Linked DNA regions of Mus musculus: region 1 is linked to region 2. The links are chromatin contacts, called in public Micro-C maps. All regions are on one chromosome and are shown on one strand. The core of a region is the stretch at or near the end of the contact, and the rest is flanking DNA. Distances in the headings are between cores, read along the strand shown.

Region 1 (6,586 bases), core at 2,486-4,985, 130 kb after region 2:
TGAAAACACCTTTCAGAAGTATTGTAAAATTATCAAATTGATATATGGGATGGGATTATAATTTAAAATCTTGCAATCATTCAAATTATATCCCTTTAACTGATTGAAACCACTGTTATTTAAAAGCAAAATTTACTAAGCAAAACCTAAATTCATTACACATTCTATTTTACAGGCAGCAAACCCTCAATATGGCTATTTGTTTCAAAAATATCTTCACATGGAACATTTTTTAAGTTCATCATCAGTTCTCAACTAACTCAGTATTTATTCTTCATGGCTTGCTATAGGGAAGGATTCTGAAAACTCATAAATAATATTAGCAAAAATTTTCTATGAGGAGGCAAAACTCTAACATTTTTTCATGCACCATAAAAATGCACATATAAATAACCCACCAAGCAAATTTTAATGCAAATCTATGTATCATTTGTCACTGAATAAAATTAATTTCTATGTTGAGCACAAGGATAGTCAGTATATCTTTGGAATGGTACAAGCTTCTCTAAATTTGAAATTCATGTGGAAAATAAGCCCACAGCTCTGAGAAGGACAATAAGTAAATAAATATCACAGAATCCAGGATGAGCACAGAGATGAGGGATTCTATACACCAGCCTCTTCATTGGATATGTGAATGCAGGGTCCCAAGCCTTGCAACAGCCTAGATGGCAGTATTGTCCACATCCCAAATTTTCAACAATCCCCATGGAAGAGCTGTCACCCTTCTGAAGTACCTAAAGACAACCCAATGTCAAATGGATGGCTATGTGTAAATTCAGTAAGAATGTCTATAATGGCTTTGATTCTGACCCAGCAGATTCTAAACACAAACTAGTTTTATACATATGAAATTTCACGTTGTCTCTTTGGTCTTAACTCTTTTACCTATAGGCATTTTTTTTTCATTTTATTACTATGCACTCGCATGCAGATGATTCAGACCCCAAAACTGCCTCTTTAATTTATAATGGAAAATCAGAACAAAGCTTCCAGACATGTCTTTAGAGAGGAGAAAAGGAAGGAGGGGAATAAAGAAGAAGGGGTGAAGAGGAGGAAGAGGAAGCGGAGGGCATGCAAGAGAGAGAAGGATAAAACAGATAGGAGGGGGTAGAGGGAGAGAGGGAGTGTGGGAGAAAAGGAATGTAGAAGTAGTGTAAGTGCTGCTGGTCCACCACACTGGTTAATTGCATTTGTTTTATACATATCCAAACATCTTAGTGCATTAATTACATTCTATAATAATCTTTTCAGATTCCCTCTGTCACATCCATGAAATCAGTTTAATTGTATTCTTCCCCAAGACTCTGTTGTTAAAAATGGTGATAATTCTACCTCCAATATGTAATTTTTAAATGCATTGCTATGGAAAAGTCTTAGTACAACAATCAAACATATTTGGAATGCATAAACCTTTGTGTTAGGATGATATTCAGGTAGTGTTAAAGCAAACCTGTTAGAAATAAAATGGGTATTGATATAATGATAGAAATCACCACAGTGTCAATTGAAGTCACCAAATCCTAAGCTTCTACTATTTTGCAGGGAGAGAGAAAAACTGCGCACACATTCACCGCTTCTGGGTCGCTATTACTTGGAGAAAAGCAAATGAACTCATGTACTCCACAGCTGAAAACAGCCACTTGGCAGTAGGTGCACTTCTGTATTGCCTTGTGTTTATAGATAGCCTTCCCTTTGAGTCTGATACTCAGGCTCTGCATAGCAGCTGCCAGACCCACAGTTGGCTCCTACAGATGGGCAATAATAGGCAATGTCCCAAGTAATGAATTCAAAGGAAAGTTTATGTAGCAACATGTTATCTTGATGTCTTAAATATTTGGATTAATATGCTTCCGATTCTTTATAAGCATTAGAAATGAAAGTTATTGCCATGACTAGGACATGGTGGCTCAGTCCACTCTTCATAAACACTTGAGATATATATATCCCTAGAAAGCTAGCACCAAATATGTTTTAGTTTCAAAGAAGAAACCCACCGTATATTTATAATTATTAATACTTCTCATTCAAACAGCTACAGAAAAGCTTGGGTGACGATTCAGTGAAGCTATCCCAGGAAACTAACTCTGAACAAAAGACAGGAAAGGCAGAGGTTGAAAACTGTCTGCTTGACAGAGTGGCACAGCCTAGCGGGAGACACCTACAGCACCTGTTCTGAGTCTCCATTGTGTTTGCCCACTGGGGACTCAGCTGAGGGCTCCCAGCCTGTAGCCAGCCCAGAGTGGGTACTGCCTCCTTCCTGGAGCCTCGCCCAGTCTCACTTGTGACAGTTTTCTCTCTGTGATCTAAATCCTTCATTCTGATTTCGCGCTGGGATAGCATTCATTCACACACAGGTGATACACTTTGAACCTAGAGATACCCTTATCAAATCCTCACTAAATGCCCCTCCAAGTATCGCCTACTATAGTTCTGCAGTTGAATGCCTAAGCCAAAGTTTAGATACCAGAACAAATACCAAAGAGAGAGAGTAGTCACAACCATTCGGGGTTCTCTCTTAGCATTGTTTTTTAATAGTTACTCTTCTAAGCTGGGAGCCCATCACTTACTGCTAAACGCCTCAATTAATGAATCACAATAACAGTAACAATAAGGTGTTCCACTAGCATCAGGTTAGAAACAAAAGGCATAGAACCTCTAGCCCTGAAGAGCTTGTGCCTCGCCAAACATACTCCCAACTACACTGTCATTTTCTTTAGAAGGCACAACAATCTCAGAGAAAAAGGGGTGCTTTAACTCACCATCAATCTGAATGCAGAGAAATCCAAAGAGCAATAATAGTGTAAACATCAGAGGATTCATTTTGACATATGAAAAAGGATCCAGGTTGTTTAAGAAACCAATCCCAGAGAGCAGAAGTACAAAAATAAGTATCAAAAAAAGAGGTAGGTCCGAAGTTTAGACTTTCCTAGAGATTAATTAAGGTCAAGAAGAGCAAAATGGCAACATCGGAAGCTGTTGGTGAAGAGGTCTGTCACGGGACGCGTTAGGTGCCATCCGAATGAACCCAGGGGACTTCAGAGACGTTGCACTTCCACAGGCTGTCTTTCTAAATTCCCACAAATTCAGCCCAGCTGGCGGGACTATTCACGTGCGTCTAGCCCTGTCTCCTTAGACTCCATTGCAATCCAAACACAACTTCTTTCTTCGGAAGTCAAGAAGATGATGGGGGTACAAAAAAGACCTAATTCCTAGAAAGTGTTCCACAAACTTGCCAAAGCGCTGCGAAGCAACCATTGACCTGCCCACCGGGTTTTTCTCCCCTTGGTTTCCTCCGTAGCAGCACCACTTCGCGGAGTTTTGTTTTGTGTGGTTCTGTTTTCACTTAACTTCCATCCTAAGGATGTGTCAAAGCAGCACTTTGTGAGCCGGCCCTCTCCTCCGCAGCCTGGTCGCCTCCCTCGGAGTCTCTGGTTTCCAAAAGGAAGGAAAAGGGGAAGGCAGGACGGCTTGGGTGGAGAATGGGAACTCCTACGTGGTGAGGGAGCGAGGAGGAGGGCGAGGAGAAGAAGCAAGGGAAGAGGGAGGGGCTGAGCTGAGGCCGCGGCCACCCGGGAGGGGCCGCCCCGGAGAGATCTAGCGTCCAGCTGCTGCTGGCGAGCACCGCCAGATCTAGGAGCTCCGGACCTGGGAGCCCTGAGGATGCTCACGCGTGGTCCAGCCTCCGGGAGTAGTGCTGCCTCCAGCCTCTTTCGGGACAGTCACCGCTTCAGAGGCGGAGGCTGCGCTGCGACCGCCTCCTCCAGCAGCTGCTGGGGGCTGGAAGGACTTGGAGGAGGGAAGGCGAGGAAGCAGGAGAGGAGGGGAGGAAAGAGCTGCTCCCAGTATATCCCCGGGAGGGGTTGAAGGATGGAGGGGTGTACGCGGATCTCCACCTCCACCCGATCACTGTCCCGTGCAGGGGGAGACAGCCCTCCCCGGGGTCCGCGGAGCAAGGGTAACCAGGCAAGCGAATAAGTCTTGGGGGGACAGAAATAAACCAATGTGGAACCGCTGCGGGCTCGCTAGGACTGCCATCAACTCTTTCCCATTCTGGGAGCCTCCTGGGCGTCCCCCTCCCTCCCTCCTCTGGAGGGGTGAGGTGGGCTTCCAGCCTCCTGCTCTTCACGCGGCCCGTTTAATGGGCAGGTAATTTTCTCGGTGAGTGATTTCATGGAAGCCCTTCCTAATTATTCATCGCTCCGTCTGCTGGAGCTGCACAAGAGCTTTTCTAGAAAAAAAAAATGATCTTCCAGGACCCCGGGCACAGCCTCATTACCTGTTAAAATCACCACACACACACACACACACACACACACACACACACACACACACACATACACACACACACACACACACACACAGAGTTCACCTTTTACCAGAAAGAAGCTGGCCAACAGGGAGAGCAGGGGAGTGAAAGAAGTATCTATTGGAGTAGAAAGGTTTTGTGTACATACACCCTCTGTGGTTGTAAGTGAACTTGCCCACCCCCCACCGCACCACACACAAAACCAACTATGTGGATGTAGGGGAGGGGTATCTCTAATCTCGGCCAGCTTGTTTTAGCCAAGATCTATGGCTAACTACGGAATCCCCAAGAGAAAATAGGGGGAGGACTGGCATCGGGCTAATGTTGCTCAGTTGCCTCCTGACCTCTCAACACTCACGGACTATAATTCGGGACCTTGTGATAAATGAGTCCTGCAGAAGACTCTGGGAATGGAGGAGGTCGAGGATCAAAAGACTTGAGGAAGTGGTTTTCTAGAGCCTTCGCTCTTTTTAGGACCTCTAAAAGAGAATTAGGAAAAGCAGCCTCTGATTTAGGAACGCTGATAACCCAACTAGGCTAACATGAGCTGGAGCGGAATTTCTGCCCAAGCACGATAAAAGGGAATACAGTCCAAGCAAAAACTACCGAATAGATGCTATTAGGGCTGGGCACAGTTAGAGAAGGCCACTTTCAATCCGATTCCTGCCACTGTCTAAGGTGCCCTGACATGGCCGTTGTGGCCGGACCCACGTGTGATCAAAAGCTTTGCTTGGTAGCTGTTTGATGCTTGTTCAGGTGATTATAAAAGCGCCTGACAGGAACTCACGCAGGTCCCTGAGCCAAGCAAGCCTCTGCTTGGCGAGTCTTTAGTTCCCCCTACTGGAAAATATTAGGAAAGAAACGATATTTGAGGACATTTGAGGAGCCTTTTGTTTGGTCGGATGTGTTTTGGTGCCTCCATTGAACTAAGATCTCCTTTGCTTATAATTAGAAATGGAGTGTTTTTCCCTCAAAAAAAAAAAAAAAAAAAAAAAAGCCAACGACATTTAAGCAAGCACTTAGGAGAGTTCTCTTGGCATTCCAGAGGCTTGTTCATGATGGCAATAAAACTCTCGTTGCTCAAAGGACTGAACTTAAGTAAGCCACACTTCTCATGAAGCATCAAAAGTCATTTCTAGCAGTTTTGAAGTACGCTCTATCCTCATAAATAAAACAGAAAGTACCTTTTTTTTTTCCTTTTTGGCTAAAGATTGTACTTCAAAACTGCTAAATTCTTCAAGTATTGACTCCAAAATTAGCATAGCATCATATGCAAAGAAAGAAAGAAAGAAAGAAAGAAAGAAAGAAAGAAAGAAAGAAAGAAAGAAAGAAAAGAAAGTTTATGTGTTGAATGGCACCACCTGAAGACAGGAGTTCTGTGTTTGATAACACCATGAGAAAGAAAAATCCAAGAGTGTCCTGGATTAATGTCTGTTACCTCGCCAGGATGCTAGAAAATAGTTGATGATTATGTAAACCTTTGGCTTGGACATTGTATTAGGTTTTAAGTCAAGTATTGGAAAAAAAATCTGTCTTGTTCTTCTATCCAAGAAACACTTCCTCTAATCTCAAGCAAATTATATTGCTCCTGAGTTCAAAACTGTTTCCTTTCTAACAAACACAAGTTCCATAATGATATTCTGCAAGAATTAAAAATCAAATAAGCTAATGAGACTTTCAATGTTAAGGAAGATCTGGGAAAAGAGAACCGGCATATTCCACTCAGGAGTTTTCTTCTGGCTTCTAATTTAACTACTTTCCAATTACAAGAGCATTTCTAAAAAAAAAAAAAAAAAAAAAAAAAAACCTATAAAATCATTCAGGAGTCAGAACTAGTGTGTTTGGAGAATCAGAGAGAATGGATGGGAGAGGGCCCACCCAACAATTCCTCCTGTCTCCTAGGGTAGAAATTGCTGCATTTTACTTCACAGAAATGTATTCACATGTAGAGTATGAAGATCACTTCCACGGAGGAGTTTTAGTTAATGATTTTATTTAATAAGTCAGTTTTTGCCAAACACCAGTATTTTATATTCACAACTACCTTACAGAAGTCACAAAAAAAGGACAATGACTTTGTATTGATGCCTTCTTGTGTGCAATTATTTCTACTAAGAAATTAAATCTGAAGCAAAGTTATTTTGGAGTGTATATTTTATATTTTTTCTCGAACACAAATTTGGAATTGATTCATAGAAGAATGCTTTGCCAATATCTCCTTTGATAATATAATGTGCCTAAAGAAAACATGATATATCAATGCTAGTTAAAGGAAAT
Region 2 (6,752 bases), core at 3,738-6,237:
TCAGTTGCTTGTGAAAAAAAATAAATCAATATTCCACATCTACTTGGGTGTATCATAAGCCATGATTATAGTAATATATCTTATTTTACTTTATGCTATTACTTAATTTTATTTTCAAAGGCAGAAAACAAAATACATGATATTACCTAATAATCTGAATATTGGAATTTCCTCATTTTCTCATTTAGAAAGCAAATAAACACACATAAGTCAACTGTAATCAGAACTTCAGAGTGGGAGAGGCATAGTTCATTTTATTCCTATTTTTCTATGTTTATACATTTCTATAATTTTTTAAAAGCACACAAGATTTTGCAAGAGTCAAAGCATGAGCATCTTCAAGGAAGAAGCTCTGTGGTGCCACCCCTCAGGCTGGGTGACTATAGAGTTGTAGGAGCCCCCCTTGCTGACTAGGTCAGGTCATGAACTATTTTCACCCTTTGTCACTGCAAGGTCATGGCCTAATTAGCTAAATGAAGAACAATGGTATAAGAGATTGTTTTGTTACAAGTAAGTAAATTGATCATTCCAAAGCTCCACAAGTTAATCAAGTTCTTCACGGGCTACCTGCTGAGTCTTCAAGCTAAGAAGTATGGACACCATACAATTTCCTTGTAGAACTGCAGAGTGCATTTCTGAAGACATGAGTGTCCCACCTAAAGCCAAGAAATTAACTATAATACCCATCACACCTTCCTTCTCTGAGAGCCCTTTCTCCTGCTTACCTTGTCTCAGTATTCCTCCAGCAGTAAATTTTAAAGACTCTAAGAGTTTTAGTTGTGGCAAACCACTAACAGTCTCCATGGCTGTGTTGCAGAAACATACCCTAGTATTTGTAAATTTTAATACATGTCAAAACAGTGAAAGATATTCTATCAAAAAGAGAAAAAAAACCAATTTCATGAGAAACGAGTTTTATATACTCCATATTTTAATTGACACGATGAAAAGTGTATTATTTTTAAATCATCAGAAGGGAAAACACTATCCAGGAGTTCAAATTATCTGCCAAATTCCATGAAACACACTGTTTCTAAGGATGAGGAAAACTGAGTAGCCATAGTTACACACTAAATTTTCATTGACTCTCTCTATGTCTCCCTGAGAACTGTGGACAGAAGAAACAATCGCCATGTTGAGAAATGAGCAGTAATGGGAACTCACTGTTTCTCTGTGAGAAGAATGAACTACACTTTAAATCCGTAGGAAAAATAACTTTAAAAAAACATGAATCAATATGTGACAATATACTCATTAAGCAGAACATCCTTTTATGAAATAACACGAGAAAGGAACTGAAGGGGATTGCAACCCCATAGGAAGAACAATAACATCAAATAACCAGACCCCCTCAGAGCTCCCAGGGACTAAACCACCAACCAAAGAGTACACATGGAGGGACCCATGGCTCCAGCCATATATTTAGCAGAGCATGGCTTTATCTGACATCAATGGGAGGGGAAGTGCTTGGTCCTGTGTTGGCTCAATGCCCCAGAGAAGAGGGATGCTAGAGGTGTAAGACAGAAAAGGGTGGGTCTGCTGGGAAGCAGCCCCTTAGAAGGGAGGAGTGTGAAAGGGACACCTGGAGGAAGGGGTGCAGCATTTAAAATGTGAATGAATAAAATACTTATTAAAAATAAGAAATAACACAAGAAAGTATAATTTCAATGATGATGGCAGCACCATCAAAACTTCCTCTAAAATAATGAAAAGGAACGAAATATCCAAGAGACACATCTTCTTTCCAGTGGTCAACATTACCTTGCACAGCCTTGCTAAATAATGCTGAATAGGTTTACTTATTCAGTGAATGGTTTATTGCTCTGTGCAGGCATTAGAACTCATTCTCTCGATTGCTTCTCCAAACAGAATCACATCCATTTTATGACCACACTGTGCCCAATCTACAATCATCTTACATTTAAGGGAAAACTGTTGTTTATAATGTTTATCATTCTGACCAGTAGACTTTTACAAGTCTTTGACATGTCAATGTGAAAAATTTATAGATATACAATAAAGCTTCATTGTAAGGATTTTCAAATAAACTAAGATGCATTTTGTGTTTGTCTAAAAGGCTCAGTAATGAAACCCCAGGGACTTGTTTATGCCCAGTGTTTCCCAGCAGGAGAACCAATATTGGTCAGTCCTCTGTCCACAGAGGCCTTTCTCACTAAATGGAACAGCATTAGCTTTGTCCTTTAAGCCTAATTAACAACCAAATCATAAATTTAGTCTTTGCCCAATTAGATTAAGCTTTCAAATGTATTTGTACTTTCAGAACATGCTTGCCGTCTTGAGTTTTATTTGACCAAAAGGAAAACAAGAGCAACGTGGTAAATTCTGAAAACAAGGTGGGGGGACAAGCTTAATGCATTAGTCTCTACTCCCCAGAGAAGCTGGTTCCTATCTGTCTTAGGTCACAGTTTTAAAGAGTCGAATGATTGGACTAAATCCCTCTGGAGTATTTAGGCCTATGGCTGTGTCCCTGAACAATTAAGAGTCTGCTCAGTTTATGGCTCTCAGCTGGACTAGCCAGTGGCACAACAGGTCAAAGTGTACATTGAAAAAGCCAACCTGTTCTTCTACTAAGTTTAATTGAACTACTATGGCATTTCTAGATTAGGTAAAATGATATACTCAAAGCACAAGCTTGACACACAGTACATCATGAGTATGTGGACCTAGCATTAAAGCATTTTATCACAAAAAAAAAATGAGAAAAAAAATTCTCAGTATGTGTAACTGAAAGGCAAGGTTATCAGCTTTGTGTAATTCTATGTCTGTATTTTGACTTTCTGTTTATAACATTTGAGTATATCCAAGGTCGTCTACCAATAACTCTGCACTGACGCCTTTGAGTCGGTCTCATCTTTTTATAATGTGACTAATGTGTGCACATGGAGGTCCAAGGTCAACTTCTATTGTCATTCTTCAGGAGCCATCTGAATAAAATGAAGATATGACTGTTCCTAGATATGAATGTGGAGAAGGTTTTTTTTTCTTTAGATATGAGGGAGAGAACAGCTAGAGATATCATGAAAGAGGCAGACTGAACTTGGCCATAAGAGGACAGGCAGAAGGACAGAACAAGAGAGAGGGTAAGAGAGATTGTGGGAGGAAAGGGAAAGAGAGAGGGAGAGGGGGAGGGGGAGGGGGAGAGGGAGGGGGAGGGAGGGAGGGAGAGAGAGAGAGAGAGAGAGAGAGAGAGAGAGAGAGAGAGAGAGAGAGAGAGAGAGAGAGAGAGAACACACCCATAGCAGAGTCAGAGGACATTCTGGCTGTAATGGCTGGATTATTTAGGAATCAGAAACTGTGGGAACAGAAGAAAAGCTCAGGAGCCAGAGAAGTTTAGGTTAGGAGGTGTGGTGAGGAGTGCTGAGAGAACACAGACTCTAAGGCTAGTATTTGTTCTCCTAAGAAAACCTAGTGACCAGAGTGGGTCTGATATGTTAAAGAGGCACCACAGTTCACCATTTGTCCTTAATTTCTTTGGGAGCTCACCTCATCCATCTAGTTCTTTGAGATAAGATCTTTCACTGACTGGGAACTCCCATTATTACAAGGCTTGCTATCACCTGTGAGTCTCTGTGTCCCCAGTGCTAGGATAATAAGAGTCACCCTACCCCAGTTCCAATTCTAATGACATGATTTTTGAAGATCATACTCACACCCTAAGGCTTGCAAGGAAAGCTTTTTCCTAACTGAGACAACTCTAATGCCTATCTCCCAAGGACCAAATGGATGTTATTTGCCTATAAGGATCTCCATTTCAAGAGAATGTCAGCATTTCCTCTTTTTGTGTCTTGACCCTTAGCTTCTGTTTCTTTGCTTTTCCTTTCTCCTCTTTCTTCACTATTTTTATTGTTGCTGTTTGCTTTATTGTACATGTATGTGTGTGTGTTTGTGTGACTATATATTTGAGTTATGTTTTGTGTGCAGACGCATTGTGCAAATGAGTGTGTGAGTTTGTATGTGTGTTTGTATATGAGAGTGTGTGTGTGTATGTTTTGTGTGTTTTGTGAGTGTGTGTTAGTGTGTGTCTGTGAGTGTGTGAATTAATATGTGTGAATGTCTGTGTGTGACTGTGTGTGTTTGTGTGGTTGTATACTTACCTATGCTTTTGTGTGTGGATGTATATGTGCAAATATGTGTGTGTGTGTGTTTGAGTTTGTATGTATGAGTTTGTATGTGAGTGTGTGTTTGTATATGTTTTGTATGTGTCAGTGTGTGTATCTGTGAGTATATGAGTTTGTATGTGTGAGCATGTGTGTATGAGTTTGTGTTTGAGTGTGTGTGTATGTTTGTGTGATTATATTTTTGAGAATGTTTTTGTATATGGATGTATTTGTGCAAATTTGTGTGTGTTTGAGTTTTTATGTGTGAATTTGTATGTCAATGTATGTTTGTGCATGTTTTGTGTGTTTTTGTTAGTGCAAGTGAATGTGAGTGTATATAAGTATGTGAGTTTGTGTGTGTGTGTATTTGTGTGTGTGTTTGGAGATAAAAGACATAAGGTCTCATTCATGTCTCATAAGAGACCTAAGCTTTTCTACATATCAGACACAGAACACAGACTTGTTATCATTGAAAAATTTGACAGATTCAGCAATATCGTGATTCTGGATGTAGATCTTTCATTCTTCATAGTCTCAAAATCTAATCACTGATGGACCAAGTTTTTTAAAAAAAAATGTACTATGCTATGATACTTCAAGATCAAAGCCCAAAGTGTGTTCATTTGAGATTTAGTTTTATTTTGCGCTCTGCTCTCTTCCTTCCAGGACCCCGTGTGTTTTTGCAGATTATGATGCAGCTTTTCCCTGTTTTCTCCAAGAGGAAGACAAATAGGTTTGGTCTGTAATGAAAGTAGAGTTCATTTTTATCTGATAAACCCCAAGGAATGCCTGGTGGGAGCACTTCAGATCAGGTTTGTTTATAGAGCCCTCAGAGACAAAATCTCTTACACTGAGCAACATCTGGCACAGCAGTTAAGAGTGGAGGTCAAGATTCCTGTTTGCCATTTGACACAGAGATAATGCCACTCTGTGGCTGTGGGTGACCACAGAACAAACTTCAACTAAAGTTTTCCAGTATGCCTGAAACTGTATGGTATTAGCTGTAATCTGGTCTCTCATAAATGGTTGGAAAGCGATGATCACTCTTTAATATAGATAAGAATCTGCTTTGCAGAAATTTCATGCATCCCTCAGAAAGGAGGTCAAATTGTCCACAAGGGAAAAAACAAAACAAAAAAAAACTACTTTCTAACTACAGAAGCATAGAGAGATTGTGGCAAATTCAATGTTGATTTCCTCAGAACTATTGCTTTGTCTTTTTAGAGACATACAAGGGGGGTTCAAAATCAAGAACAGAAGTCTGAACACTCATCAATAACCAAGGGTGATTTTTCTGTGGTATATTTCTGTTGCTCACAAGTTGCATAGTGCATTTCTGTTATGCAAAGTGTCTTAGGTTTCATCTGCAGAACCTAGGAGAGCAAGCAAGCAAGAGTAAGAAAAGGGGGGAAATTGAGAGGAAAGAGAGAAGAGAAAGGCAGGGGAGGGAAAAAATAGAGAAATGGAGGGAGGGAGGGAGGGAGGGAGGGAGGGAGGGAGGGAGGGAAGGAGACAGAAGAGAGGAAAACGATGAGCTATAGCTAGATGTGGATATTTGTCACTATGCCTCTCTTTTTATCTATAAAATAGAAGTAATGGCAGTATCATCCTGTGTTAGTTAAGAGTATTTAAGAAAGCTTGCTTGCAGAGTCAAATCTGCATGAACATCGTAAAAATAACATAACCACCAACCGTTGGGGCATCTACAGTTTTACTCTAATATCTTAAATTCAAATCAACTGCATATATGCACATGCGCATTCATTTGTTCAGTTGAAAATGTTCAGAAAAATTAACTTCTCTTAAGGACCACACGTATGTGGAGTGCAGCACTGGGGTAAAGTCAGCATTTGAGCTGAGGAGACTGGACAGACACTGTTTGACACACTCAAGGTTTGCTATTCCTTTATGTCCTGGTGATGGAGTGCTTCGCAATGATTCATTTCCCAGACCCCTGATAAAGAAGGGCTCGGACATCTGCTTTAAAAACAGTTATGATGACATATGAGGTAAATATCATCTGTCATCTTCCCATGGCCACTTCTCTGAGACTACCTTACAGATAACAGCCCCAGACCCAGTACTCTTATCTCTGCAAACATAGAACATCTTCATTTTCTACTTAACATGCAAGAATTTAACCCTAATCGTTACTCTACTGTAGTTTAAAGCAAACTGAAACAAATGATGGTATGAGCATATTATAAAACTCTCCCTCTCAATCTCTCTCTCTCTCTCTCTCTCTCTCTCTCTCTCTCTCTCTCTCTCTCTCTCTTCTCTCATACACACACACACACACACACACACACACAAACAGGGAATCTTAGAGATGTTATTAGGCCCAAGTATATGTGATGAACAAAGAAGAATTTTAATGCAGTTAAAATCATCTGTGTCAATTTTCAAAAATTGTAAAACGTCTTATTTAAATGCATATGAAGGATTTTGATTTGAACAACACAGTCTCTAAGTATAAATACATATATTTCACATAAAGAAAATGTCTGTATTTAAATGAACCCCTGCCTCAAAACGTCCACACACATATTTACACAACTATTTTTGTTTTCTAAGTTTTAAGTATTTGCTTTGGTACTTGATAGGTTATCATTTTGCAGCATAGACTGTTTAAAG

What was found. Hi-C and Micro-C count contacts between places; a contact is called where the count stands out from the background.
Region 1: a contact with region 2 is called in a Micro-C map of granulosa cells, with 2.8 times the contacts expected there. The contact joins the promoter of Robo2 here to the enhancer-like site in region 2. A contact is called at or near these places in 1 of 39 promoter capture datasets (hippocampal neurons), 4 of 484 Hi-C or Micro-C datasets (granulosa cells and uterus), 1 of 115 datasets of contacts at active chromatin or transcription factors (neural progenitor cells) and 2 of 9 other capture datasets (adipose tissue and embryonic stem cells).

What each region holds. Positions count from the first base shown.
Region 1 is chr16:74,408,090-74,414,675 of GRCm38.p6, forward strand. Robo2 (roundabout guidance receptor 2) reads right to left here and starts at 3,736. Exons shown (of 28, transcript NM_175549.5): 1 at 2,763-3,736. The coding sequence starts at 2,823.
Region 2 is chr16:74,274,919-74,281,670 of GRCm38.p6, forward strand. The region is part of intron 2 of Robo2 (roundabout guidance receptor 2); the gene reads right to left. Among named protein-coding and RNA genes, the nearest start is that of Mir691, 64 kb to the right of the region's middle. Within about 2 kb of position 4,988, at least 3 of the 459 cell types and tissues checked have an H3K27ac peak or open chromatin away from gene starts, as enhancers often do. A contact at or near this core is called in granulosa cells, where this site is marked.